Regions from separate parts of the Gossypium hirsutum genome. Here regions 1 and 2 are each linked to region 3. Evidence: chromatin contacts called from public Hi-C data. All regions are on one chromosome and are shown on one strand. Each heading gives the region's core, a stretch centred on a gene start, on an enhancer-like site or on the middle of the called end of the contact. The rest is flanking DNA. Distances are from core to core; before and after follow the strand shown. Region 1 holds the start of LOC107943246 (60S ribosomal protein L34). Region 2 holds the start of LOC107961455. Region 3 holds the start of LOC107961687 (probable serine/threonine-protein kinase PIX7).

Region 1 (4,922 bases), core at 1,238-3,737, 200 kb before region 3:
AGGACGTGATTGAAACTGAACCAGAATTCAGGGTATAAATTTGTAATAACCAAAATGAAACAAAGGGCCAAATCACAACAAGCTGAAAATGTAAAGGGCGAAATAGCAAATGCCCCAGACCCCTCCGTGCGCAACGTCTTATCCTAGGACCAAAATGAAATGATGCTAAAGTTTTAGGGTAAAATTAGAAGTCAAAGAAAATAAAATAGGGCTTAATCGAATGGCGCTACAAAAAGGAGGAACCAAAACTGAAAATAGCCCATTTGGGCCTTAAAAACAAGGGGATCCCTTTCTAACCGGGTCGGGTCGCGCACGGTTGGTCCAAAACGGTGTCGTTTTGGCACCTGGACCCCCACCCAAAAACGGCGCCTTTTGAATGTTGAATAAAAGACCCAAAATTTTTTAAAAAATTCATTTTAGCCTTCAACTTCAAAAAAAAATCTGAAAGAACTTTTAAACTCTCTCTCTCTCTTTTCTTTCTTCGGCCGATTGGGGCCACTGTCTGGCAGCCGCACCTCCACCGTGGACGGTGGTCGGAGAGGTGCAAAACGACCTCTTTAGCCCCCGTTTAAAATGTTTGAAGACTAAGCCTTCTCAACCCCAAAAAACGAAAGAGAAAGGCCTCTTCTCCCCCTTTTTGGAATCGACGACGACATGGAGAGGAGGACTCCGACGATGCGGCCACAGGGTAACTCTGGTGAGCCCTCTCCCTTCTCTTTTTTAATTTCGTATTTATAAAAAAAAAACTTAAGTTTAAATAATACGAAAATCACCTTAAAAGTTTAGATCTTTTGTTTTTCTATTCCAAAATTTTGGGAAAAAAACCCAGAAGAAAATACAAGTATGTTGATATGGCTTTTATAGCCAAATTACAAGATTTTTTATTTTTATTTTTTGTTTCTTTGTTATTTGTTTTCTCTGTTTGTCCTTTCTGCTTGCGTTTAGACATTCGTTTTGCAGGTGGTGTCAGACGCGTGAAGGAGGCGTGGTGGCGTGCGGCGACTGCACCTTGGGGACTAGGGTTTTGCTTGCTGTTTGGGCTTTAGGGCTTTATTCTTTGGGTCATTTGGATTTGGTTTTAATTTGGGCCATGTATTGGACTTTATTATTGTTTTATTAAAGTTTTTATTTTTTGTTGGCCATGCCAAAAATTAGCCTATTACAAAATAATTAATTGTTTCAAAAGATGACCAAGAAATATAAATTATTAAATATTTTAAAATATTAAATGGTAATATGATATAAATATTACACATGATAGTTTCATATGTGTTGAATATATTGTATTAATTACCGGTGAAATTTTATTACGTGCAATCAAGTTTGTTTTCTAATTATTTAGACATATTCCAAAATATTATATTAATTAATTATTTTATAATTTTTGTGATATGTATTTAACAAATTTTATATTCGTTGAATACATTATATTAGTATTTTTATTATGTTTAAATTACCACAAAGTGATTAAATTTAATAGTAACAACTGTAGTCACTACTGTCAGCTGTTGATATATTGGTTTTGACTAAAAAAAATTATAAGTTGAATAAAATAAAAATTGGATAACAAATAATAATATATCTACTATTCCCAACTTTTATAAGTTTTCATTTTAGGCATTGAAAAAACTTGCAAAACAACACTGTTGCTAATAATTATTTTCATTTTATTTACTATTATCAATTTGGAGTTAGACAATGTTATTATATATCCATTTTAATTACCACTTTAATATTTTGGTTATTTATTTTATTTATAGATATGTGTATTCATTTTCTTTCATTGAGAATTCTTTTTCCATATTTTTTATTTTAGTAAGGTTTTAAAGAGGCACATTATATCTACTAATGAACATTTAAGGAGAAGTGTTATGAATATTTTATTATTAAGTGGATGTTCATCAAGATCAAAATAAAATTTGAAATATTTTTGGACTTTAATAGCCATTATCAATAGAGTTTTATATCATGTATACTTCTTATGTTTACAAATAAAGATTTTGGAGAAGTATCGTAAATCATCTCTATTCATCAATAAAATTTATACTCTCTTTTTGCTCCCTTATTTATTGTTCTCTTACTTTCTTTGTTATTTATTTCATAACATTTTTATTGTTTTCTAATTTTCACATATTTTTATTTTTCAAAAATCATTTTAACATTTTTAATCAAAACACGTTTTCTTTGACTTATATTTACTAAAATAACCGGAATCTTAGTTTTTCTCAATACATGAAATTATCTAAGTTTCTAACAAATTAAAGAAAATAAAAAAAAATAAAATGAGTGGCAAAAATAGAATTTATTAAAGTTACTTGACTACTAAAATGAATCTACAATAATATTGCTTTATCCCAAATTCATGGAGGATGACCAAAATGAAAACGGTTATGTCTTGTTGCAAATATTTTTTTGTGTCCAAAATGAAAAGTTTTTAAAATTAAGTGACCAACTATACAATTTACTAACAATTCTGCATAATCTTAACCGTTGATAGAAAAACCTTAAAACATAATCGTACGATCTAGGGCTTCCTTCCTAAAGGATCCCTACTTATACATTGTCTTCTCTGGTACAAAACCCTTTGGTCTCCACTTTGTCTCTCTTAAGTCTTACCATAAAACAGAGCAGAGAAGGTAAAACCCAAAGTTTGAAAACCATCAAAAATGGTTCAAAGGCTCACTTACCGTACTCGCCATAGCTACGCTACCAAATCCAATCAACACCGTGTCGTTAAGACCCCTGGTAAGTCTGCAAGTTTAGAGATTGGTGCCGCATTTTTATGGTCTAATTTTTAATTGAAATTTATGTTGTTTTTTCCTTTTAAAGGTGGGAAATTGGTCTATCAGACAACTAAGAAAAGAGCAAGTGGGCCTAAGTGTCCTGTCACTGGCAAGAGAATTCAGGGTGTAAGTACTTCCTTTTCCTTTTGAATTTAAATTCAGATTTTTTTTGGGTTGAAATTTTGAGTTTATTGTTATTTTGATCCATGAGTATGATATTTAGGTATACTTTTGCTTACACAAAAATAGTACTTTCTCTTACACAAAAATAGTACTTTCTCTTTGTTTATATTCATGTTGCTGCTGTTGTTTGCCTAATGGATTTTAGGTTCCGAATTAAGCATAAATAAAAAATAAAAAATAAAAAATATTGGGATGGTTTTATATAATTGCTTAAGATCTAATGGAGTTAGTGATGCTGATGGTATGTATAGTTTGTCAAATGTAATGTACAGAGTTTAAACGTTTCAAATCCTAAAATAAGGAAATGTATTAATCAAATCATTTCGGAACTGGCAAGAACTTTGGATTGTTGGAAATTTAATGTGTTGTTGGTCGAGTGTGCTTTTCGTGCTTGTGGATGTAATGAAAGCTATAGCAGTATATCGCTGTAAATGTTTGCTTTAACATCATATCTTGATTGATATTGAAATCCCCAGATTGCATAATCATATATGATGGGATGGAACCCATTTTATCATACTTATATAAGATACTTCATCATAAGGATGTTTTCTGTATATGAGGGAACCCACTAGAGCATTTCACTTTGTATCCGTTTATTACGGTACTTCATCTGTATATTAAGTTGAAATGTAAAACCTTGTTGACCAAAATAGCATCGTGGGGTTGTTTCTTTAGATTCAATCAACTAGGGTCGTACTAAAGATTTAGGTTGTGAGGTTTTTGAGGGTGGTCTTATGGGTTACTTACATGGGTTCATTGCAGATTCCTCACTTGAGACCTGCTGAATACAAAAGGTCTAGATTGCCAAGGAACCGCCGGACTGTGAATCGTGCTTATGGTGGTGTTTTGTCCTGCAGTGCTGTTAGAGAGAGGTATAAATAGAAAGTAGTGCATTATTTATTTGCTGTTATATGATCATGGATGCTAGTTCTGGTGTTTGACGGTTCTCATTGATTCAAATCCGATTGTTTTCGAAGGATAATTCGAGCCTTCTTGGTGGAAGAGCAGAAAATTGTAAAGAAGGTTCTGAAGATCCAGAAGTCCAAGGAAAAGCAAGCTTCAAAGAGCTAAGAAATTAGATGTCGAATCATCATTTCAATTCTGATATGTGATCAGCAAGGCTTTGGAAAGTGCCACCAATGACTTCAGAAGATTAGAGGTTCTCTTTTTCTATTGGCAAATGGACTTCAATGTTTACAATGTTTTGATTAACGACAAATTTAGTCATTTTGGATTACGTTTTGATCATCGAATTTAAAAAAAATTATGGTATGATCGTTAATGTTATTAATTTGTTGTATTTTGATGATTGAGTCATTAATTGTCATTTACACATGACATGTTATATCATCATTTTAGACTTAATTTAATTAAGGTTAAATTGCATTAGTCCTACATTTCCTATTTACGAATTTCGTTCTTTAAACAAATTGAGACGCAAAGGAGATGAATAAGAAGAAAATTTTTATTTTTTATTTTACCAACATCAAGCGAACTAGATGATTAGTTATTGGTTAAAAAGGAAAATTAAAATTACTTCAATTTTCTTCTATTTCATCCATAAATCCATTTTCAGCTTCTTTGAACATCTACTTCATCTTCACTACTTATTTGCTTGGCAGCTGGACGGTATAGACGACCCACATTCTCTTCCACCTTAATCAATTGTCTCTCAGACACCTCATGCAACCCTTCCAATCTAATCAGTCTTCTATATCTGTCTCTGTGAGGAAGAGTGAGTTTCTTAAATTTGGGTTATCTTGGAACAGGTGGCAAACACTATTGGTGGGTCTCGTCAAGACTGTAGGGAGCATAGGAGAGAGTGAGTTTGGATGATAGTGGCAAGGATGAATCGGGAATGGGAAGCAAAGTCATGGTGGATGTAATTGTAACAATCTTGCTGGAAGCAGATGAAAGAGAAAATGTGTGACCAAACTCTTTGTATAATTTTAA
Region 2 (4,870 bases), core at 1,245-3,744, 150 kb before region 3:
ATGTGAAAGTTGGTAGTTTGCCTGCAACAATTCATTTGTTTTATTCCCTCATGTTCATTTTATATATCTGTCAGCCGTCTTTTGTAATGTGCCCTTAAGTGATAAATGTTAGTTTGAACGGTATGAGTTTGCTTCAACAGCTTGAATGAGGCTCTGGTTTAGAGACGCTGTAAGTTTTCATGATATACACTTGGAAAACATTCTTTCCCTTGAAGCATTTATTTGTTAGGCTGCAACTAGTTATCTGCCAAATTCCTAACTGATTTCTGATATGCTGATTTGCTAGTTGTTGCAATTTATTGTCTTGTGCTTTGCATATTCCTGTATATGATTTCTTGTTGAGCCGTTTCATATTTGTTAAGCCTAGTTGTATAACCAGGTCTAGCTCTAGCTTTAAGAAGCTGGAGTCAACTTGAAATTTGAGGTTCAAAGCTTACTCGAGTTTGATTAAGTTGTATCCTGATGTTATAGATGTTTCTGAATGTTGTATCCTGATGTTCGGTATTTATTGACAGGGTCGGGAGACAGGTTGTGAACATCCCGTCCTTCATGGTGAGGGTCGACTCCCAAAAGCATATTGATTTCTCTCTTACTAGTCCGTTTGGAGGTGGCCGCCCCGGAAGAGTGAAGAGAAAGAACCAGAGAGCAGCTGCCAAGAAGGCTGCTGGTGGAGATGGTGATGAAGATGATGAAGAGTAAACCTTAGGCTACTATCAACCACCAGTAGGAACCCTTTAAAAGCCTTTGTTTGGAACATACAATATCCTCCATTGGTAGACATGGTTTTGAGTTTTGTTTCCAGAACTTTGTTGTAGTGGATCTTGATATATGTTTTGCATTTACTATTGCTGTTTTGGTCGGATTTGAAGTTAATTAAGTGTGCTGTTTTAAGATTAAAAAAAAAAAAACATCTTTATTATTGTGATCTCTATACTAGCAAGCTCCACCATTTTGATTGATAATGGATATGTATTTTGTATAATCAACAGGCAGAAGATATATTTAATAAATACAAAAAAAAAATTAACATAATAAATATAAGATGTCATAGCTAACATCAAATCCCTTTGCTCTCCACCCGTGTCTCTTCCAAAATAAATTAAAGCGAAAACTGTTCTTTTCCAGCTGCTGCTTAAAGGCATCTCTCTCCTTTCTTCTCTTTGTTGCGTCCTTAAGTCTTTACCATCTCCCTTTTCCCTTCTCATTGTTGGGACCATAGGCAGGCAGCAGTCCGACGGCTCTTCTCATTGTTGATCACTCCTTTCTCATTTGCTTCATTGTTTCATCTTTCCATTTTTCCATTTCTCCATTTCGGATATCTCTTCAACCTCTAGTCTATTAAATTTTAAATTAGGTGTAGGGTTTGGCCGTTGGCTTCTCCCATTAGGGAGATATTTTAGGAGTCAATGAGATTTGATCATTTTGGTTTTTTGAATCCACGGTGATTTGGTTTTTTGGTTCAACCCAACTTGTTTTGGTCTATGCCTAATTCAAAGGATTTGAGGTTTTGTTGATTTTTCAATGACAAGATTGTCAGTGCTGGATCAAATACTAAGTTTGTGAGATTGGATCTGATTGTGATGCCCTGTGATATAATTCGTAATTGTGATGTTAGTATTTCTTTCTTGAGTCAAATTTGTTCCTTGGTATAACTTGACTTTCAATCTAAGCATTTGTATCGTTTCTTTACTCTTTATGTCCAGTGTATTGAGATCTTTGTAACTCATTTTATTTATTTGTAATGATTTAATATTAATAAAATTTCCTCTTCCAATTTATATTTAATTGCTGTTTAGAATTTAATAGTTTAACATTTTTCTTATTATCAACAAGGCCTTAACTCAACAGGTAAAATTAAAATGTTGAGAATTTAATATTTTATGATTTTTTTATTTGTTACGTCTTTTAACATCTTTGAAAGCAAAGCAATGGTGAACATTCAACAAAAACCATAAAATTAGCTCAATATCTACATGAAAAATAATAAAAAGTATATGGTAATTTGGTGCCACATGTACAATCATGAACTTCTCCCACACGCATACATACCTTGCCACGTTTACTCCAATCAAATAATTTCAGTCTTTAATGCTCAATCATGCATGCAAAATACGATTTTTTGAAATAGACTAATCCTCCACTTATTTCCCTCCACCTCAATATTTTAAAACATTCCATTAAAACTTAAAAAATATTTATTTACCTTAAAGGGAAAAAAAATCTCGAGATGAAACTCTTATAACGTGGCAATAGTAAGCCACGTGGCGAATTGAATACCCTATGAAACTCCAAGCCTAATTAAACGGCACCGTTTCAGGACCCTTTTGACTAGTCCTTTTCATCACATGTCTTTTCGTACACCAAGTGATAGTTGCCTCTTGTCTCACTCTACTGCCAAGTGTCATTCCACAGGAAATTGCAGAACCCCACAAAAAAACTCACCGTTTTAATCTCTTCTTTCCCTCCTATAAATTCCCCCGCCACCCTAAAAAATCCCACGTTAAAGGAAAGAAGAACCAAAAAAAAAAAAATAATAATAAGAGATACCGACTTGATGGAGGCGAAGAAGGAGGTTCCGATTATGGAGGTGGAGAGTGGTGATTCGTCGACGGAGGAGGCGGAATCAGAGTCGCCGAGGTCTGTGGTGGTGCAGATGAAGAAGAAAGTGGAGAAAGTTCATAATCAGGTTTTAAGGATAAGAGAGGAAGAGTCGCATCTCGGCGAAGATTTCTTCGGCGGCGACGACGAGAATAATAAGAACGACTCCGTATATGGAGGAGGTGTTGGCGGTGGAGGCTTTGATGAAAGACGACGACGACGACGACGACGTGTCAACGTGGTTCTTGTTTCGAGACCGATCTTGCCTTGTTCGCCTCTCAGCGGCAAGAACAACGTTAAAAGGTCTTACACTGAACCTACCGAAATCAATCAAGGTTTGTTTTCTATTTTTCTTTTTTCTTAAAAACTTTATTTTTTCTCTTCTTTGTTTTCTCCTCAACCTGTTTGGATGCTAAGAAACGTTCGTTCTTTTTGAATTCTAATAATCAGATCCTCGCGAGAATGATTTTTGTTAATAATTGTATTAATTTGAAATTACGGCAGGGAGTTTTTAGAGAAGGATTAGCGAACCTTGCATTGAGGGAGACTTGCAGTGTTTAGCTTAATTAGTATGGGAAAGCTTGAAGATGAATTTAATGGAGTAGCGTTTAATTATGAAATCTTAATTAGTTAGGGTTTTAATTAGAAGGAGAAATCCTGTTTTTCATCTGTAGATCATGATGTACAAAACAGTTATCAAATGTACAATGGAATCATTCTACAGCTCAACGTAGTAAGTAATATTTTCTTTCTTTTTTTTCTTGTAAATAAAAATTCACTATTTTTCTCCTCCTTAATTATCCAAAAATAAGTTACAATTTTGAAAAAATCGGGATAAACTTTTATTCAAAATTACTCATCTCATATTAGTTGAGTACAGATAGTATGAATATTTTTAAAAATTATTTTAGAATAGTTATATATTTTTAATTATATTTATATGCGTCAATTTATTTGAAATTTGAAATGATTTATTATCTAACTAATATCCAAAATTTAAATTGGTTATGTAAACCCAAACCCAGCCCAATGCTCCGACAAGATGCGGCACATCACACTAATGGTGGAAGCAATCCACTTAATCAAATTTTCAATTACACACATTAAAATATAAAATTTAAACATAAAAATAATTAATAAACAATTTAATAAAATCATCCTTATAAAAATAAAAATAAAAATCATGTTTATAAAAAATAAAATAATTTTAAAAATAACCTAACAATTAATCGATTTAAAAATGATAAAAATGACAAAATAATCTGATGGAACTAATTATATGTCAAAGTTAAATTAAGTGAAAATTGTTTTTATGGAATAAAAATTTCTGGAGATTTCTTTTTGACGATATTACTCCATCACGAACTCATTAATTATTTATAACCTGCGTACGAAATTAAATTTCTTTTTGATAATATTGTTATTGTGCACAAAAGTAAAAACCCGAATGTTAAGTTATTCACAATTTAATGGTGATGTCCAAATTTTAACTTAATTTAAAAACACATTTTAAATACTTCCAGTAAGGTAAGCTTTACCAAATATTAAAATTCTTTTAAAAACATATTTTAAACACTTCAAGTCCATGAAAATGACGGTTGAATGATTTCTCAATTCCTATAATTACATAAAATATTTTTAATAGCAATTTGTAATTTTTCAATTTTCATAACGTATCAATATAAATAAAATTCATAATTTAAAATAATATAAATATGTTCAAACACATGAGTATCTTATAACAACAACAATATTTCAATATGAGTTACACGTGACTTAATTAATAATTAACTGAACACCAATACGTAAAGCGCAACAATAACAATACTCCTAGACGCACAAGGTAATAAACAATATGGGGATCCCTATACTCTACAACATATGTGTCGAAACTATTTTTTATTTTGAAAAATGGGGATCGAATTCAAGGCGCCCTTTGGTTTCAAGGCGCCCTTTGCGGGTTTTCACCTTGGCCTCTCATTTTTCTTTTCTTTTTCTTTTTTGTGTTTTTTTTAAACTATTAACTGTGACTGAATCTGAATTCATCGGGTTGGGCAGGTCCTTGCCATTCATTTCGGTCAATATCAATGCTCCTCCAGAACAGGCCTTCTTTACTACATAAGGTCCCTCTCAATTTGGCATATTTCTTCCTTTGAAATCCTTCCATATAGGAAGGATCTTTTACAATATCAAGTTCCCCTCATGGAATTCTCTAGGATAAACCTCTCTGTCATAAGCCTACATCGTCTAACTGTGACGGACATCCTTTAAA
Region 3 (4,729 bases), core at 78-2,577:
TAAATTTCAATTTAATTAAAAAACTATAAAAAATGATTCTTTTTACAATGTAAATTATATTATTACGAGAGTGTTTTTATAATTTTACACATCAATAAAAATTTATCAATGATAAGATTTTATGCATATCAAATCTTCGCCTTTTCAACTAAAACATCTAGAGGCGAATCTAGGGGGAGCCGTGGGCCGACCCCCCTAAAATGGAAGATTACTATTTAGACCATTTAAAAATTTTTAAAATTTTATATTAGTAAAGGTAAAATTACACTTTGTCCCCCTAAAATTATAAAAATTTAATTTAGTCCTTTAAAAATTATAAAAATATGGGCTATTAAAAATTAAAATTTCAATTCGGCCCCCCTAAAACTTTTTTTTAGCTTCACCCCTGAAAACATTATTTGATTTTAAATAAATTTTAATACATATGTTTATTACATAAATTTTTTCACCCGCACTGTAAAAATACATAAATCTAATTACTTAAAAAACTGCACAGTAAATTGGTCAAATATCAAATTAATTTTAAAAAAAAGTTAAAATAAATCTTATTATAACAATATTTATGTTTTTAAATAATTTTATGATTTATTTTAAAATTAAATAATTGAAATTACAACAGAGTGGTTAAGTTGAGAGATAAAAAATTTTTACTTTTCTTCCCCACGATACAGGTGTTACATAATCTAGTACATATTAAAACATATCTTTTGCACACTCCCCATAATGTAAGTGAAAAATAAATTTTATATAAAAAAATTCATAAAATAATATGAGGTTTTAATTGAAATAATAAAAGATTAATCCTTGGAAAGTTAAATGTCCTATTTTGAATTTTTTATCAAAAAGAGGTCCTATTTTAGATTTAAATTTTTTAGTGAATTATAGTAAAAAAAAAATCTAAACAACCAACGTAATTAGAATGACTCAAACCCAGACAACATCTATTTTAAAATTTGGTTTTTTAATAATTTCTTTAATTGGTTTTTTATATAACAACACAAAATATTAAAAATGGAGTCTAATTTTTAATTGATTAAAGACAGAAATAGTGGTTGTAGCTTGGTCTAAATCCACAAACAACAAAGTAATTGTAACGTTTTATTACTGTTAAAGAAAATATATAAAAAAATTTAAAAAAAGAATCAAGTCATAATTACAGTCTAATATGAGTTTTTATTCTCTGGGGTATGCTTAATTAATTTGGGCTTTATATATACAAACAAAAAAGGTCATAAATAATATATTTATTTTTCTCATTCAGTATTTACAACAACAAGACAAAACAAAACAAAAAAGCAAACGTTAGTAGCCTGTAGGCCTTGGAACAGGATAACTCAAATCCAACCAAACTGTTCCTTTTTTTTTTCTTTTTTTCTTTTGTTAATTTAAACTTAGTTTTCTCAAAAATTACAAAAACACACACAAACTCTCACTCCTTTTCACGCGAAAATACCGCTCTTTTCTCTTTTCCCCACCTTTTTTTTTTGTGTGTGTGTGTTTGTGTTCTTCTCTTTCATTTTTAGCTTTCAAAGTTTTTTTCATTTCTCAAATGCTGCTGCATTCCTTTCCCTTCTTTGAAAAAAAATGGAGAATTTGAACTCTTTGTTTTGTGTCTAAGTGTGTTTTTTGGAGTTGTTTGTTACTCTTTCAAGTAAATTTGAGTTGAATGTTTTGTGTTGGGTGTCAAGGCTAAACTGAAGAGTCTGGGGTTGGTTTTTTTTTTTTGGTTTTTTGGTGGGTTTTCTTCTCTTGGGTTTTTATTTTTGTTTTGGATTTTCTCATTCTTCTTAATATTAGCTATGGATTACTGTTTTGAGTTGATTTCTTGCGTTGCATGTTCTTTTCTTTCAATGCCGTTTAATTTTAGACCTATTTTCTAATCTGGGTTTATGTCATTTTGTGTTGTTTAGTTTTCTTAGAATCAAGTTGTTTTTTTTTCAGTTTAAAACAAAAGGGTATCTGTTTTCATGGGAATTCCATCCTTTCTCTTGCTTGGTAAATTTTGATTATTAATTTTGTTTTAAAAAACTGATCTTTTTGGGTGTTTTATGGTGACATGAAGTGTTATTTAGACAAGGGAATTTAGTGTGAAGATTACTTGCAAAATGGGATTAGTTCCAGGTGATATCCAGGTGGGGCCTTGGAATGTTGAAAAATCCAAAGGGAAAAAGAAGAAAGATAGTGAAGATGGTGAGCCTGGATGTTGGTTTAAGTTTAGGTTTATGGGAAACTGCTTGTCTCCAAGAACCAAAATGGAGGGTTCCACTAGTGGAACCAGCACTCCATATGGTATATAAATTTAATTTGTTTATTGGTTCTCTTTCACTGCTTTTGTAGTTTCTTTGTTCATGTTGATTGAATATAATTTGAAAAAGGGGGCATTCTAATGATGAATTGAAATCTATTGATTGATTATATAATTAGCACTCAATATGGTGTATAAATTAAAATTTCTTCTTGGTTTTCTTTCACTGTTTTTTGTAGTTTCTTTGTTCATGTTCATTGATTATATTCCTTGTTAGATATTGATTGATTATTTGAAAATGGGGTATTCCAATGCTGAAGTGAAATCTATTGATTGATTATATAATCTCTGCTTAATGGTAATTGGCTTTGCTTAGTCTTATCCGATTGCTTATTTTCTTCCATCGTATTGGCGTTCTAAGTGTATGTTGATATGCTTAACTGTATGCATTTGTTACTGTTGATATGTTCGATGAAAATATACTGTTTATTGATTTGGTTTTATGCTTTAGCAATGATGTTATGTCTGTTTAGGTGTTCATATATATTGGTTTTTGTTGCTGTACAACACGATGATCACTTTCCTGTTGTGCCCTATAAGTTCTACTTTAATATTCTCTAGGGTTATCACCTTGTAGTTTCTCGTTTGTCGTCTAATGCATAATGTCATTTGTCTGTCGTTTGGCCTTCTGATTATGTCTTGATATGTTTACTGTATGCATTTTCTTCCACGTGGATGTTCAATGAATTGTATATTGTTGATCGATTTAGTTCTATGCTTTAGTGAGCTAGCTGATTATGCCCATTATGATATTGATTTGATTCTCTTGATGTATTACTATTGCAGTGATTATTTTCCATTCGTGCATATTTGATGGATGATAATTCCACCAACGGTGTAATTCGTGTCTACTTTATGATCACTGAGATTGTCGCCTTGTAGTTCATTATTTGTCATTTAATGCATAAGAAAATGTCGGTGTGATTGGCAATGACCTCAGGAATTTGTTCACGTGGTCATTCTCTGGTGTTCATCCCCTTGTTTTGGAGGTGTATATAGATTTCTAATCTTTTTTCTCACTGTTTTTGTGGAACTCAGCTGAAAGTAAATCAACGAACGAGTCAAATGACACCGCAAATAAGTCAAATGACACCAGCAGAGGTCAGCCAGTTGTTCCAGTTGTGACATCTTCAACTACTACCAATGCTGGAAGTACTCCGTCGACTCCAAATATAAGTGAGGAGCTTAAAATTGCTTCGCAGCTTAGAAAATTCTCCTTTAACGATCTTAGGTTAGCAACAAGGAGTTTTAGACCAGAGAGTCTTCTCGGTGAAGGTGGGTTTGGTTGTGTATTCAAAGGTTGGATCAGTGAGAATGGAAATGCTCCTGTGAAACCAGGCACAGGGTTGCCTGTGGCAGTCAAAACCCTTAACCATGACGGACTTCAGGGCCATAGAGAATGGCTTGTAAGATACTCTGTTTCTGTATCTATAGTATTTATTAATGCTTGAAAGCGCATTGGAATCTCTTATTAAGGCATAGGGCTGAATCATGCTTTTGTCTCTTTTGCATGTGGCAGGCTGAAGTTAATTATCTCGGTGACCTCCTTCATCCTAATTTGGTCAAATTGATCGGTTATTGCATTGAGGATGATCAAAGACTACTTGTCTACGAGTTTATGCCCCGAGGAAGCCTGGAGAATCATCTCTTCAGAAGTATGTAATTAAACTCCTTATTCATAGAGATTTATTAACTTGCCTTGCTTGTCTTTCTGTAATCGGTAGAGCTTTTACCAAATTAAGCTGATAGCTAACTGTATAGTCTAACTATAAGCTTCCTTAGGAAACAATAGAGCACTGAAAAGATATTTCTATATTTTTGTACTGGAATTTGCTTTCAGTATTGGATGCAGATTTAACTAGGTAATTGATTGTTATTATACTTCATAAACTGGATTAAGATACCTAGCTACATATAAAGTTGTAATAAGGACTGGAACTGAATTTTTTTTTCATTGTATCTTTGGTTTGTCGCCCCTCAAAGTAACCACACACCGTTCTGTGTTCAAGAAGTTTGATCTCATTTATGAACACTAGGAAGGAATAAGAGTTTGTCACCGACAACATGGAGATAATATAAAAGCATATTATTGTAACCTTTCATACTGTTTTGGTTCACAATACGAACTGTCTAGTAAAATAATGATTGTTTGTTTAGATTTAGTTTAATGGCATTCATTTTATCAGGGTCCATGCCTCTTCCTTGGTCCACCCGAATGAAAATTGCACTTGGTGCTGCAAAGGGTCTCGCTTTTCTTCATGAGGAGGCTGAACGGCCTGTAATATATCGAGACTTCAAAACATCGAATATACTGTTAGATGCGGTGTGTGACTAATGTGGTAAAAATACTTTGCTTACTTTAACTTGTATCGTCTATCTTCTGAAATATTTTGGAATTTTCTTCAGGATTACAATGCCAAACTT

Evidence for each region. Hi-C and Micro-C count contacts between places; a contact is called where the count stands out from the background.
Region 1: a Hi-C map of leaf shows a contact between it and region 3, with 2.3 times the contacts expected there. The contact joins the promoter of LOC107943246 here to the promoter of LOC107961687 in region 3. A contact is called at or near these places in 2 of 34 Hi-C or Micro-C datasets (callus and leaf).
Region 2: a contact with region 3 is called in a Hi-C map of leaf, with 4 times the contacts expected there. The contact joins the promoter of LOC107961455 here to the promoter of LOC107961687 in region 3. A contact is called at or near these places in 8 of 34 Hi-C or Micro-C datasets (callus, hypocotyl, leaf and 1 more).

Annotation. Positions count from the first base shown.
Region 1 is chrA05:101,541,552-101,546,473 of Gossypium_hirsutum_v2.1, reverse strand. LOC107943246 (60S ribosomal protein L34) reads left to right here and starts at 2,487. Exons shown (of 5, transcript XR_005927379.1): 1 at 2,487-2,745; 2 at 2,830-2,909; 3 at 3,732-3,841; 4 at 3,947-4,128; 5 at 4,592-4,922. It overlaps LOC121229594 (a long non-coding RNA gene), which reads left to right and starts at 45. Exons shown (of 2, transcript XR_005927380.1): 1 at 45-697; 2 at 961-1,224.
Region 2 is chrA05:101,485,563-101,490,432 of Gossypium_hirsutum_v2.1, reverse strand. It overlaps LOC107961455, which reads left to right and starts at 2,494. Exons shown (of 2, transcript XM_016897582.2): 1 at 2,494-2,933; 2 at 3,103-3,349. The coding sequence starts at 2,555. The coding sequence ends at 3,113. LOC107959797 (40S ribosomal protein S9-2) reads left to right here. Exons shown (of 3, transcript XM_016895950.2): 3 at 516-873. The coding sequence ends at 699.
Region 3 is chrA05:101,336,240-101,340,968 of Gossypium_hirsutum_v2.1, reverse strand. It overlaps LOC107961687 (probable serine/threonine-protein kinase PIX7), which reads left to right and starts at 1,327. Exons shown (of 6, transcript XM_016897764.2): 1 at 1,327-2,289; 2 at 3,344-3,711; 3 at 3,825-3,960; 4 at 4,492-4,628; 5 at 4,712-4,729. The coding sequence starts at 2,106.